2 separate regions of the Rattus norvegicus genome follow, and region 2 is linked to region 1. Evidence: chromatin contacts called from public Hi-C data. All regions are on one chromosome and are shown on one strand. The core of a region is the stretch at or near the end of the contact, and the rest is flanking DNA. Distances in the headings are between cores, read along the strand shown. Region 1 overlaps Sox6 (SRY-box transcription factor 6). Region 2 overlaps Sox6 (SRY-box transcription factor 6).

What was found. Hi-C and Micro-C count contacts between places; a contact is called where the count stands out from the background.
Region 2: a Hi-C map of liver shows a contact between it and region 1, with 3 times the contacts expected there. The contact joins two enhancer-like sites. A contact is called at or near these places in 2 of 12 Hi-C or Micro-C datasets (both in liver).

What each region holds. Positions count from the first base shown.
Region 1 is chr1:179,298,793-179,306,226 of GRCr8, reverse strand. The region is part of intron 7 of Sox6 (SRY-box transcription factor 6); the gene reads left to right. Among named protein-coding and RNA genes, the nearest start is that of Trnav-aac35, 88 kb to the left of the region's middle. Within about 2 kb of position 2,481, at least 17 of the 93 cell types and tissues checked have an H3K27ac peak or open chromatin away from gene starts, as enhancers often do. A contact at or near this core is called in liver, where this site is marked.
Region 2 is chr1:179,383,150-179,390,807 of GRCr8, reverse strand. All of the region lies in intron 4 of Sox6 (SRY-box transcription factor 6), which reads left to right. Trnav-aac35 (transfer RNA valine (anticodon AAC) 35) reads right to left here and starts at 326; the gene lies at 254-326. Within about 2 kb of position 5,282, at least 1 of the 93 cell types and tissues checked has an H3K27ac peak or open chromatin away from gene starts, as enhancers often do. A contact at or near this core is called in liver, where this site is marked.

The sequences.
Region 1 (7,434 bases), core at 1,232-3,731:
GGTTATTGTCAGAAGACACAAAGTTAGTTCGGGAAGACTGGACAGAGTGAGTTACAAGGCGATAGATTGAAATGGGACGTCCAGACAGAGGTGATGAAGTTATAGGCAGTTACTCAGTGGTTGCAGGAGTGAGAAGAAACGCTGGTGTGACACACTTAGCTATTCCTTAATCACGCTCATTAGCCCCTATTGTCAGCTCCAAAAGGAAACTTTTCATTGTGATTTATACCCAGAATGCTAGTCACTGAAACCCAGAACTTCTCAAAAGCAGCTGCATGCAGAATCCCCTATGTATCACCTTGCTCGTTTCTGTAAAAGATGCAAAGAACACCTTGCTCGTACCATCAGAGGAAGAGTCCCACGCCCAGTTGTGTGTTATGAAAGAGGCACTATTTACTATAAGATCCAAAAGTATTAATTAGCTGCCTTTGGTTTAAATAAAATTGATTGTTAAGGCAGAAAATAGAGGATATTATGAGTCCTGTTCTGCTGTAGCCTCCCAATAAAAGATGCAGTGACCCAACTCATTAGCCCTTTGATTTAATATATTGACACTTGGGTTCGAATAATTCCGTTTAGTGGCTTTTGCTTCCCAGGGATCAATTTAATTAGTTATAAAATGTGACTTCTTGTCAAGAGCTAGAAGAAATGCTGACGTTAAATAAAGTCATACGCAATTTAAACAATAAAGCTATCGATGCCTGGTTAAAAGTTAATGATGCAAGAAAAACGGCTTAATAGAGACAACCTCAGCATTGCAAGTGATGCTATGAAAATTAAGCTAAGTGGATGAATGAGGAATGTGATGTTGTTGAATTGTTAAAACAAATTCGGAGCTGCTCCGATGGCTCAGCAAGGTTGTGAGTGGTTATCCTTCAGCTGGGGAGACAGGACTAATTGTGGGTTCCTTGTCACTAGGACTTGAACATCAGATCAGTGCGAGGCTTTGGTCCAGGTTTGGGGCCTGTGAGCTAGCAAACTCCCTGAGATGAACCTCATACTTCATGAGTGGCTCCAGAAGTGCTGTTCATGGTCATGCCTGGACCTCAGTGAGGGCCTCAGTGAGGGCTTTCTTTTCTCGGTGCTCTGGTGGCTGGGTCCCTCTGCAGAGGGTTACAGGCACTCCTAGCCCCAGGCCTTTTCTGAGAAATATTGAAGCTGAGTTCTAGGTCTGGACTTTGGCCTGGTATGCTTCCTCCCCCTGGAGAGGTATCTCCTCCTTCTGCAGGGAGGCTGATGACCACATAGCTCTTCCGATTCAGAGATACACATGTCTCTCATCAGGTTTATTTGATGCCACCAACTTCTCCGATGCTCTGGCTTTAACTCTGGTTTGAATGATTTTTCTATGAGTGTCTCTAGGTCCAGCAGACTTAAATTAAGTAGTAAGTGAACTGACCCAATGCTAAGCGACTAGATGGTTTCTGAAGTGCTTTCTGACTCCCTTAATTCAGTCATAGATTCAAACTTAACTGCTTAGTCCATGAAATCAACTGCTTTCAGAGCACAGTCAAAACAACCAGTAGGCTGGCTAAATATACCCTGTGTCCTCTGGTGTGTATGCACACACCCACAATCAACTGTCTTTTGACTCGCCTGCTATCTTAACACCGGTTAGCTAAATAAAAGATTACCACATTTTATTGTCAGACAAAATTTATATCTCATTCCCTCAACTGTTGCATTTCCAAGCCATTTGCTCACTATGTGAAAACAAGGCACATGTTGAAACTTGAAGAGTTTTCAAATACCTCCTCTAGTCACAAGATTGGCATATGTGTGCTGTGCTCAACTCTTAGAAACAGCCAAAGAAGCCTGCAGTTGGCCCCCAGTTTATTGACAGGCACTGTCAGTGGTTGCTGGGTGGGAATACAAGAACAAGGAGCTGTGCTCTGGAAAGGAAGATGAAGGGGGGATTGATGGCCTTCCAGCTGCTCTCTAACACCCTTCCTGCACACCTTGCAGTGGAGCAAAGACTCCTCCATTTCTTTCCTGGAGTAAACTAGAAAGGTTCAAGATTGAAGATCCTGGGTAGAAGCTTACTCTTTTGGAAATTTGTTTATTCTTTCTGCTGATTCAGCTGCCAAGGAAATTACTGTAGCATCGACAGTGGACCATCAACGGGCAAGTGTATCCATCTAGGAAAAATCACTGAATAACGTACCTTGTCTATTTATATAAAATGACTATGCTTGAAAATTGCAATAAAGCACAAAAGCTTTAAACTTCCAGCAAAATAAGCACATTAAGATGTGTTGGGCCTAAAATGATCTGCAGGTTCATTTGTCTTTCTATCTTATAATATATGTAAACTCACTGGGAGGAAGGATGCCTTGCAGTTGATGTGGAGAGGAGAAGAGGGTACTCTTGAGAAGCTGGCAAACTTAACAGAAATCCCCCAGAAGCTTCCCTATGGGAGGGGCAGAGATGCAGAGGCAAAGATCCCGCTTGCTTACGTGGTGGAGTGTTCACACAGGCCACAGGCAAGAGAACACAAGGGACATTGCTGTGTATAAAATTTGTGCCAGTCCTAAGCTCACCACTGGAGTAAAGGTTATCTTTTTATTTGCTTTTCCTTTTGAATGTTGGGGGAAGGGCAATTAGCTGAGGACAAGAGGGAAATTGTTAGGGACCTCTGTAAGATAAACTATTTTGTCTTTGTGTTGACATTATATTGGCTACAGCCTACACAGAGGGGGATTGCCTGGAAAGGGAAAAGTCAGGAAAGAGAGGCATTAATATTTTTTAGCGTGTGTGGGTGCAGCGGCAGCAGAGGGGCCCGTGTTTTCTTACGGCTCAGATGGCAAAGCTAAGCATTCAGCCTACGGCAGGAAAAAGTGCCTTTTTTGTTTTCTGACTGCAGAGTCCAGGCATTCCCAGGGGAACACAATGAATGGCCCATTTTGTCCAACGCGGTTTCATAGACATAGATCTCTTGTTTTTCATCATTATTCTTGCCCGTCATTGGGTGTGCACATGACATTTGAGCGTGTTTTAAAGTCTTAACACACTCATGTGCCTGCAATAAAGTTACTCATAACAATCCCGCTTTCTCCAGACAACAGAGCGGGGTCTGTTATTTTCATAAGTCATGGCAGCTGGGAGGCAATTGCATAGACAACAGCTTAATCTAGCTGGAAAATGCAGGAAAAGGACGGCACACACAAAATTTCCTCCCATGTTATTCTAACGTGGAAGAATAAAAAAAATTATCCATGGGTGGTCTAGCTCGGTAACTGATTGGCAGACATACTTTGGATTTTTTAGAATGGTAAATGTAAGGCATTACTTTCCCTGTATTTGCTAATTGGCTAGCGAGCAGGATCAGAATGTGATACTCAGGTTGGTCTTAGTGGTCATGTGCTACTCTGAGCTGCTGAGAAGCAGTGTGTTTGTATGAAAAGACATTGAGTGAGGCAGTTCTAACTCAATGGCGAGCCCTTTTCGAGAGGTTCATGGAAGGCTCACTGGAGGCTCATAGCAATTCACAGCTTCGTCAGGCTGTGCTTCTGGTGTGCAGTCAATAGTAGGCCCAAACTCACAGCGAATAACGGGTTGGGGAAGAGGAGAGAAGCTGAAAAATTGAAATCTAACCTCAAACTGCCCGGTGCAGCATGCAGGCTGTGCCCTCAAGGATGCTGGAGCACTATTAGTCACATGCATTTCGCCTGGAAGATAGGACAAAAGACCTGTGAGTAGAGTGGAGAGGGGAGCTTCCCCTTTCTCTTCCACTGTGACTGAGAGAGAAGGGATTGCACAGAACCCTGGGAAGGAAAAGACTTAGGAAGCAAGATTTGCCCTGCTGTGCTTAACCATATCAAACTCTGCTGGCTTTTTCCTTTCGAGGAAATATGCTGTGACAGAACTTCTTGTAGGCTCTTTAAAGATACACAGGTGACACAAAGCATTCAGTCTCTAAGACATAATGGCTTTGCTGGTAGTTTTACTGGAAAAGATGAAGCTGTCCAGGCTGGAACCAACTCAACCCTCCCTAGGATCTTGTGTCTGAGTAAGAATAATCTGGTTCATTTCCAGCCTTAGTAGGGAAATATTAACCCTCATGAGGGCACTTCTACAGGAGGCCTTATGGAGAAATCCAAACCACAGGCAGCTGGGGCATGAGCTAGGCCTCACTGTCTCCTCCCTTATGCGCCAATGAGCATGGAGACACCTTAAAGATTCAGTTTTCAAAGCCTCTACTTAGCGTTTTTTAAATTGTGTTTCCTTGCTCCATTATTATACTTTACTTAACACACTCTTTACTTACCTTTGGCAGAGTGCAACACTAGAGGGCCTGGAGCAAAGCCCTTGTGTGTCAAAAGCCAAGACAGAAGCCAATCCTCTGCTGACCTCTCATGTTGCCACACCCCAAACCCAGAACAGAGCCATTAACGGCAGGCCTTTACGGTAGCTTACCATCGAAGTTTGACTAGGGATCTGTAGTTGTCATTTGTGGTTCAATTGACCACCAATCCATTTTCTTTATGTGAATTTTCTTTAATTTTAATAAATATGCACCAGCATGAATTTTAACTTTTGCCACCAGGCAGGTGAGAACTAAGGTAACTCAATGACTGTGACGGTCAAGGGTTGAGCTGATTTCTCTCGGAGAGAAGCTGTGTTTACTCTGCAGTTGCAGTTGGCACCCAGTGACGTGAAGGGGGTGGGTTGGCATAGCAGTTTGTAATTAATAGGAAATAGGACCTACAAGGGAAGCTAGAAAAACAAAAAGCACTTTTTACTTCTTATTCTCCTTCCTTTTTTACGTAGATTAGAATGTTAGGTAGGACCCATGGAGAAAAGGAACTGGGCTATAAGCAGCCCTGTAAGGCAACTGCTCATCAAACTGATGGTGAGACATAGGGCCCATGAATAAAGACTGCTGAATTTAGGAGCAACCCAAGGATGAGGATATATGCTCATAACATAGAAGAGATACACAAAACATGTGCATATATATATATATATTTAATTTTTAATATACATTCACACATACACATAAAAACACTGTTGCTGTGCTCCTAAAATTCTTTAGGCACTTCCTCACTTACTGAAATACTCATTATTTTCCCTTTTCCAAAAAGATATATACGATATATATTATATATAAAATATATATTATATATGTGTATGTGTATGTATGTGTATAAGAATATAGATATTCATACATACTGGTTGATGTAATGATTTTTAGACCTTTCACTATTTTACAAAAAGAGTTCCAAGTATGGGATGGAGCAAGATAAGAATAAATTCAGGGGCTAGAATAGAATTCAAAATGCAAATATAATTTCATGATATTGCTTATTAAAACTATAATAATATGGAGACATCTACTTATACATAAATAGTTATTAGTACATGTGTGTATGTATAATATATGTGTAAGAATATTTCTCAGTTCTGTGAATGAAATGTTAGAATAATGCTCCAAATAAAGCAGTGGTTCTCACCTTCCTAATGCTGCGATATTTAATACAGTTCCTCATGTTGTGGTGACCTCCAGCCATAAAATTATTCTTTTTGCTACTTCATAGTTCTAATTTTGCTACTGTTATGAATTGTGATATAAATATCTGTGTTTTCCAATGCTCTTAGATGATGCCTATGAAGTGGTCATTAGATCCAAATCTAATGACAGGTTAAGAACCTCTGGAAAAAGTATCCCCTAGTGGTTCTCTATACACCGCAGCCACATCATATCCTCATACCTTCTCCTGAGTCTTTTTGGGAAAGGGAAAATAATGAGTATTTCAGTAAGTGAGGAGGTACCTAAGGAATTTTAGGAGCACAGCAACAGTGTTTTTATGTGTATGTGTGAATGTATATTCAAAATTAAAAAAAAAATAGGTAGAGATAATATTCTCCCTGTCGTAGAGTGCCAATTATATAATGTGTAAGAACTTAGGGAAGCTGCTTGGCAACCAACTTAGCTAGTCATGGGAGTACAGGACAGTAATGTAAGGGGTGCCGAAGCTGCCAGAGGGCTTGGCTATGGAAGGGTGCCCACCTCGTCTGAAAGCATTGGCCCATATAACACACAGGGAGGCCGAAGGGAAAGTTCATCAGTATAGCAGAGAAGCCTGGCCAATGCTACACTGCGCAGGCAGTGAGGGGATGAACTAGAGTGCCCCAGCGACTGATGGGCTTGGGTGAGCACAACAGGGCAGCCTCTTCTTTTAGATGACTGACAAAACATACAATCCAAATTTAACCATAAAGAATAACCCCATGAAAAGTCAAGCAACTTAGGGACAGTCTACAAAATAGCTGGCTTGGAGTTCTCTACGTTGCTATGGTCGTAAGGTAAAGAAGAACCTGGGTCACTTCCACTTCACAGGAGATGGAGACGTAATGCAGGCTGGGGTGATGCTTCAGGACTATCCCTGTCAGAGGCTCAGCATCAGAATTACTTGGATTTAAATCTTACCTTTGTCAATCTAGTGGCTCTGTCCTTTATACACTTCTAAGGTTGATGGAGTGCATCCCACTGTCCTGTGGCTTGGTGGAGGTAAAGCGTAAAGGTTACATGCGTATCTTGGAGAGCCTGTGGACATCTAGTTAATGTCTCACTTCTTGAGCTTTGTTCTTCCTAGACATTGCTGTGAGTGTGGAGACATGGTGAAGATTGTTTAAATCCCATCCACATATGTGGTGCAGGCATTAATGTGGCGCTCTACACAGTATGCAGTGCTTCATGGTAGTTCATTGTCTTACAATCTCCTCATCTATTTGATTTTACCTTGTTTTCTCAAGGTAGGCAGAAATATAATTTTCTCATTTATTTCTAAGGAAGTCAAGATTTTCTGGTTCAAATCTAAGATGGTAGGAGCAGGCAGGGGGGTAGCATAGATTTTGCAGATGGGAACATTGGTCTCTTTCCAGGCATTGCTCTTTGTTCTTTGTCAGAGCCACATGATAAAGGATTGATTAACATTATAGAAATTTTACTTTTGATTAATATGGCAGGAGAATTATTTTTATCTTCCAAGATATATACTTTCCAGTATTTCTGAGTATTTTTATCTTCCAAAACACATGCTTTTCAATATTTGCAAGTTTTTCATAGGCAGTGGGAGGCGACAGCACAGAAACAGTGACTCTGAACACATGGTTATAACCACAGAAAAGCCATCACGATCACTGGTATGTGGCATGGTCCATTTACAAGCTGTGACAGGCACAGGACACCTCCTCTCTGTGGAGTCTCCAAGGTCTTAGCACCCTCTGCTTTCCCCTACTTTCTCCTTTCCTCCTAGCCTTACTCCTACACTGTAGCCTTGGGCTCCAGCCTTGATGCATATGGCACACTAAGTTAAGAGTATGATTCTAGAGCCTGAATTCAAATCCTTAGCCCTCTACCTGTGAGCTGTCTGACCCTGAGGGGAACTACTGAACTTTCAATGCTCATCAGTAGAGTAAAGGGAATGGCAG
Region 2 (7,658 bases), core at 4,033-6,532, 82 kb before region 1:
GTTGAGATATGTGCACCATTATACAATATGGTCGAGCTCACCATTGCTAGCATTTTAAGTGGGTCAGTTGAGCCTGAGACCAGCAGAGGCATCAGTTTGGTTTCCAGGATCCTGCACTGCTCTCTTTCCTACATTTGAACCACTGATAGTACCATTGACCTCTCTCTGAAGAACGGCCTTCACTTTTCTTATGAGGCTACTTTTGTTTGAGGAAATATTTCTTTTCCACTTTGTTTTTTTTTCTTTTCTTTTTTTTGGAGCTGGGGACCGAACCCAGGGCCTTGTGCTTGTTAGGCAAGCGCTCTACCACTGAGCTAAATCCCCAACCCCTCCACTTTGTTTTTAAAATGTAACTTCATAGGGTACAGAATCCTGAGTGATTTTTCTTGTTTGCTTTTCTCACCTGGTGGTATGGTTTGAATGTGTTCCTGAGCTTTCACTTCAGTGCAGTGGTGGTGAAGTGGGGTCTTTATCCGATGATTAATGTGAGTGCTCCTTCATGGACAGGTTCTACCATTGTGGTGGGATGACATTCAGTTACTTTCATGTTACTGGGATAAGACCCATGGCCAAGAACAACTTAAAGAAAGAGTTGTTCGGAATTATAAGACCAGGGTGTTTAAAAGCATGGCTTAGTGTGTTAAATTTTTTTTGTGGAGAAAGTAGACAGCATGCGGAAGTAGACAAGCAACATAAGCAAAAAGATAGGAGTTCCAAGAATTGAAAGAAACCAATACAGTGAAATAAAAATATGTTTGCTGACTCCTGAGCATGCACCATAGGTATCTGATCAACTCTGAACTTGAGGGCACATTGGCAGGAATCTTCAAAACAGAATAGCAAGCAGGGGGTGGTGGTGGTGGATAATACTGAAAAGTAAAGTATCTAAATATGAGTTGTTGATAATTTAATGTCAAAGACAAAATCACAGAAAGAGGATATGCAGAACACACCAAAGCACACATGTAAAAGACATAAAAATGTCAAACACACGTTAATCATCTTGGGTGTTCTTTGCATCTGCCTTGTGAGCTTTGCTTATGTCCACCTATATTGTGAATTGTGGTTCATTGTGGGTCCATCTGTGTAGTGAGCAGGATTTGTTTCTCCCTGTGCTGTGAGTTCTGGTTCTTTGTGTGTCTCTTTGTGAGTTGTGGTTCTTTGGGTGTCTATCTGTGTGTGAGTTGTGATTCTTTGTGTGTGACTGTCTGAATCTCCTATTTGGGGACAACAGCTTGTCACACAATCTCTTTTATCTAAAGGACGTAAGAAGAATTGTTGCCTTTCAGTCTGTTTAGCTTTTTACTTGTGGTTGAGGTGGAATGGTGACTTCTGAACTCCTTATACTGCTGGATTGGGAGTCAGAAGTTGACTATATAGACTGTAATTTTTCCTTATCTCTTTGACTATAGTCTCCAGGGAAACGGAGAACTGAATTCTGTCTTCTTCCTCCTCCCTCTCAGCATTTGCCCTTAATAATTACACCTGCTGGAACTCCCTCCTGTTCTTAGACTGCTGACTGTGTAGTCATACCAGGGTGGGGTTTAAGTGTTATAACGAGATTTATCTATACCCAGCAGAACAGTCAGATGCTTTGTCACCTTTATTCCAGTAAGGGACATTGTATTGTACGGCGTCTGAATCTTTGTGGAACTTAACAGCTCCACTCCTGGCTTATTTCCAATACTTATACTTGGCAATATTTTTTGTGGATATAAATAACTTCCAACGCGAACTACCATTTTACTTAATTATAAATTATGTATAAAATATTTGTGTGCGTGTGTGTGTGTGTTCCAGAAGACAACCTGCTGGAGTTGGCTCTCTCTTTGAACTAGGTGGGTCTTCTGATGAGCTCAGGACATGAGTCTTGGAGACAGAGTCCCTTTTCCTGTGAGGCATCTTGCAGATCCCTGTTGGGGATTTTGTACCTGGATTTTGTACTATAAAGGAGACTCACCTACACATTATTTCTCCTAAACCTTTTGAAGACTCCTGTTATAGTTTTTAGTATGTAGATTATAAAGGAGATTCACCTATAAATTATTTTCTCATAAACTTCTTGGTCGAAATTTGTTGGCCTCATGAGTTGAATAGTGTTTGGTTTTAGATGTTTATTGTTTGTATGAGATTATTAATGTTTCTTCCTTGACTCTGGAAAAATTAACCAGTTTGGCAAATTTGGAGTCACAGTGACCTAAGTGATCAATTTTCCATCTTGATATGTATTTTTTTCCAGCAAGTTTTGCATTTTTCTAAAAGTTTCAATTTATTAGCATAAAGTTTTTCATAGTAACCATGATTTATTATATTAATCTGTCATCATCAACATTGTTTTGTTTTCTTTGTGTATTACAATGCCATGTTTTAAAAAGGCATATTCTACTCTAGCTTTTGGCCACATAGGAATAACTGGATTGACCCCTTCAGTACAGACAGTCAGAATACTCATCAAGTGTCTCAAGAACATAGAAAACAGGATGAAGAAACACCAGCATTAGTGAACATGCAAACCAGACAAGAGAACACTCGGAGCAGAGAAAAGCAGCGTTTAGAGATGGTGACTGCAGACACTCAAGTGTAGGCTAAGAAAGAAGCGTAATCAAAAACTGTACAGTAGAAACTTTCTAAACCAGAGAACATACGGGGAAAGGCACAGAGATGAACAGGATAGCAGAGCTGAGCCTGTGGAGCTGACGGTGAGCTGTGCAGGCAGTGGGAGTGCCTGAAGGAGGCAGCTGAGGACATTTTGAAGAAATCATTACAGAAAATTCTAAGTTTGTTTAAGAATGTAAGCCTCTAGTCCCATGGAGCACAAACTAGTGTCAGCTGGTGCCTGCTCCATCTCTAAGTCTGTGCACCAATAGCATAGGTTCAAAATCTAGAGAAGACTTGAGAGCATTAAATAGAAGGCACACTCGCAGTTCAGTTATTGTAGGAAAATATGGTGACTATAGAGGACCTGAACAAAACCTCAAATCCCCAGGACGTAAGTGATGGTGACAGCACTTGGCAGATGCAAACTTATGCATGCTTATTCTGTTTAAGTGAACTTGGAGTTTTGCATAAAGTTTATGTTGTGCTATAAGCAAGTCTACGTAAAGATGACTTAACTTTTTTAAAAAGAGTGTGTTCTCTGGTTACATGGAAAGAGATAACAAACTGATAACGAAAGAAAATAAGAAATCTCCCAAACAGTAACTAAACCACCAGGCTTTAATCAACATGAATTAATGAAGAAATATCATATACAACCACAAAATATATTTAACTACATGGCAATGATAAATTAATCTAACAAGAATATATCAGACCAGCAAAGACAGTGCAGGAGAGAAATACACAACTTTATGTGCACATATTAAAAATAAGTATGATTTAAAATTGGTCTATAAATTCAGAAAATCCCATCAAACCTTTTGCTTTGTAAGTAGGACAATCCTAAAATGCACTTGAAGCTGCTAAGGACCAAGTACAGCCAAGAGCACGCTCTCATTCTGTGTGAGCTCAACCGAGTGCCACAGTGCTGGGAAAGCCAAAATATGTAAGGTCAAGGAACCATCAGCAGAGCAGGCAGAATCCAGTAGGAGTCTCCCCAGCCTCTCAAAGCCCCGCCCAGATCATGGAAAAAGGAAAAATGACAGTCTTCAAACAGATAATGTTGAAGCAACTGGACACAAAGTTTACTCTGCTTTTTTCACTCTTAGAACACAAAACAAGTGAAAATAAACTTCATCTTGAATATAAAGTTGGAAGTATAAAACTTTTTAATTATTTATTTTATTTTTGAGATTATAATATAATTATATCATCCCTTTTTTCCCTAACTCTACACCTTCCCAATTAACACAAATTGTTCTTTTTAAAATTTCTTGGCTTATTTTCCTTTAATTGTATACATATATATGTATCACAATATATGTTCCACAAACAATGTACGTATGTATATACCCTGCTCAGTTTCTATGGTACTCATATGCATGTTGTCAAAGCTGATCACCGAGTATTGGATAACCAATAAAGACGATGATTTCTTCTACTCTCAGCACTCCTTAGGTGCCTATAGTCCTTTGTGTTGAGTTGAGGCTTCATGGTATTTCCCTGCCTATTTTTTAAGATGTCTATTTTTGATCTTGTTCAGCTCATGTGTAGGCACTCAAGTTGGTAACACTTTATGGGTATAACTTTATATTACTTGGGTACAGAATAAATTCCCTGATCCTCCAGCTCTTAAAATCTTTTTTTTGTCTCTTCTGTAGTGTTCCCTGAGCCCTAGGATAAAAGTTGTTTTGTAGAAATATTCACTGGGACTGGGCTCCAGAACTCTGCACTTTGATTGGTTGTAGTTGCCTGTAATGGTCTCTGTTGCAAAGAAAAGTTTCCTTGATGAGAGATGAGGACTCCACTTATATGTGGGTGTAAGGACCGATATTTATAATGAAATTAGGGAGTATACTAATTTAGGAACATGGTGTTGTGGGTTCTTCTCCAAGATCCATGACTTCATTAGCCCTGGGTAGCTGGCTAGGTTTCCAATTCCAGGTATAGTATCCCTTTTAGAGCAGGTCTTAAATTTAATTACAGAGCTGTTGGTTACTGCCAAAATATGTGTGCAGCTACTGTACCCTTAGGGTATCAGGCCACACTGGTCATTGCTGTAGGTGTCATAGCACTGTTGATTGTTTCTGATCTCAGTGTAGACAACATTGCATAGGTCTTAGAAACACTAGTCAGAAAGGAAGAAGTTACTAATTGTGTAATACCAAAATAAAATCTTCAGCTCATCTAGAGACTTACAGTATAATTTAGGTGTGTCGTAGAGAGGGCAAAATATTTGTGATGTATATTCTGACAGACTTGACTTACTTAGAGATGTAAAGTGTATAGATATATGATATCAGTTAATAAAAACATATAGGAATGTAAAAACCAAGAAAAAGACAAATAATACAAATGTCACTAAAACTATTTCTGTCATTACTTGGTGTTCAGTAAGAGTGAATTTTTACTACTTCAAGGAATTTTCAGAGTTTGAGTTAATCACACATGGAGGAAACAAGTGGTGTCAGGCATGTCTGGCCCTCAGGTGACTTAATGTTATGTTGAATGGAGTGAACTTGACCATGTATTCGCCTATTCAATGCTGAAGACTGCTCAGCAGTAGTAGCAATAGAGACAGGAATTTTAAAGCTCAGAGTTAAAAATTGACCAGAAGATTAATGAGAAAGCAAAAACTTGGCAAGTATTATTTTTCTATCTAGAGGATGAACTTTGATATTTGAAACAGTGAATCAGTGTAGGCAATGTTAGTAGGTGGTAGAGGTATGTGTGCGCATGCATACGTACATGTGTGTGTATGTGTATGTGTGTATAAGAGGATATCGCGTGAGAATGGTTGAGAAGCTACTAGGCATGCAGAAGGGAGTGGGACAGTTTTTGAAGACTTATCCAAATATGGCAAAACTCAGAGTTTCATGTAGGAGCCACCATTAGGGCCAATGATAATGGGACCTGAGCCCCCGGGCAGCACAGCCTTCTACTGTATTGCCCTTTCATGGGTGCTAATACACAGTGAAATAGACCAAAGGAGGGCGTCAGCAGCTCAAGCTCATGTCACACTTTGACTTGATGACAGCTCACCAGGAAGTTGTTTGTATGAAGCTTAGAAACTGGCAGTCTGTTATGTTCAGATATACCGGGGGTTTTTTGTTTGTTTGTTTGTTTTTGGTTTTTGGTTTTTCTTTCCGACTTGTCACATCGAGTCTCTGCTTTCACTTTGTTTCTGCTGTTTTCAGTGGGTGGCATCAAGTTCAAAAATACTGAGTTCTGTAGAGGAATCTTTGGTCAGCATTGCTGCGTAAGGCCTTTGTATGCTTTTCAAGTCAGAAACTCGTTTCAAGGCTTACACCCTACACGTTTAATGCATGTTGTGTTGTAATCCAGTGCTGGTTTCCGTGTGATTTAAACTTTGAACATAACTCATTTACATATATCTCATACATTTTCATGTATTATCTCACTCTCTGAACATAACATACCTACATGTATATCATGTCCTTTTGTGACAGTTTTCATATTGTTTAGATTTTTATTTGTTTTATTTATTTTTGGTTGCTTTTTTGTTTTGTTTTGTTTTTGTTTTTTTTGTTTTTTGTTTGAGACAGGATTTCTCTGTGTAGTCTTGGCTATCCTGGGACTTGCTCTGTGCTCTGTGGACCAGGCTGACCTCAAATTCATAGAGATCCATCTGTCTCTGACCTGTGAATCCTGGGATTAAAAGTGTATGTTACCACCCCTTGGCTTGTTTAGGTCTTTTTACAGTACCAACTTGCAGACACTTAAGTGAATACAACATATTGGCTTATCTCTGCCAGACCAGGAGTTGCATTTGACTTCCACATTGGAGAGCAAAATATGATGTCAGGCCTCAGGCTCTCCGCTCCTCACTTCTAAGTCTATTTTCTCATAGAGTAGTCAGAGTTTGTCTGTGTGATCCACAGCAATCCCAGGTCAACACACATTTTGCTTCTGATCTGAGCATGAGAGAGAGGCTTTCAATTGTCCCAGCAGAGGTTTCTGATGAATCAGTTCTTTGTGTGGTCAGGAGGAGCAATAGAAAGCAGAGAACAGGTCTGTAGTTGGCATCTCCTGCGGTGGTTATGCTTTGATGAGCAGGTGAGATGCACAACATAGCAGTAGCGTTCGGAGTGTTGGAGAGATAGCTCAGTGGCTGAAGACTTCTGTTTGATCTCCAGAACCCAAGTGAAAAACCACGCAGGACACAAATGCCAGGGAGGCAGAGACAGGAGGATGCCTGAGATTCACTGGCCAACTGCTCCACAGGAACTGTGAGCTCTAAGTTCAGTGAGAGATACAGTCTTACAAAATAACAGTGGAGGAAGACATCTGATGTCTACCTTTGGTTTCAACATGGAGTCCCCCAAACACAGGATACATGTATGTCCAGAGTCATAGAATTAGAGATGACTTCTCACAAACAGGAAGGCAGGGTTCTGAGGATGTACCTCAGTTGGCGGAGTACTTGTCTAGCGGGTACAAGGTTCTCTGTCAGATGCCTAGCACTTTACATACAGCATGGATAGTCATTTGGGGCAACGTAGGGAGTTCTAGACTAGGCCAGCCTGGACTATGGGAGATCCTGTTTTAAAATACAAAAACAAATAAACAAAAATGGAACATAGAGCATACTAGATACACAAAAATAATTAAGTTGCATCCATTATCTAATAATATTTTTGAAATCAGATACATATGAATCTGACATAGTAAAACAAATAGTTGATGACTATATACAACAGAATCAGCAGTCGATAAAGTGGAAATGTCATTGGTAGGATATATTTTAGCAATATGGCTACCTCCAGTTTCTAACAGACATTTCTATTACATTAAAACAGTGCAGCATCTGAGTGTCTCCTGTGCAAGAGGTGACAGTGGAGAATCAAGGCCTCAGACTGCACATGCAGCTCTCACCCGGGAAAATGAAGCCTGTCTTGGAAGAAACAACCTGTTGAGTTTGAGGCAGTTTTGAAAGAACTTTGTACAGGTTGCTTAGTGGATGGTATTTAAGAAAGGAAAGCTTTCAGTTTAAACTAGATGGAAAAAGCAAAATGGAGGGTCAGAAACACGAGCCAAGC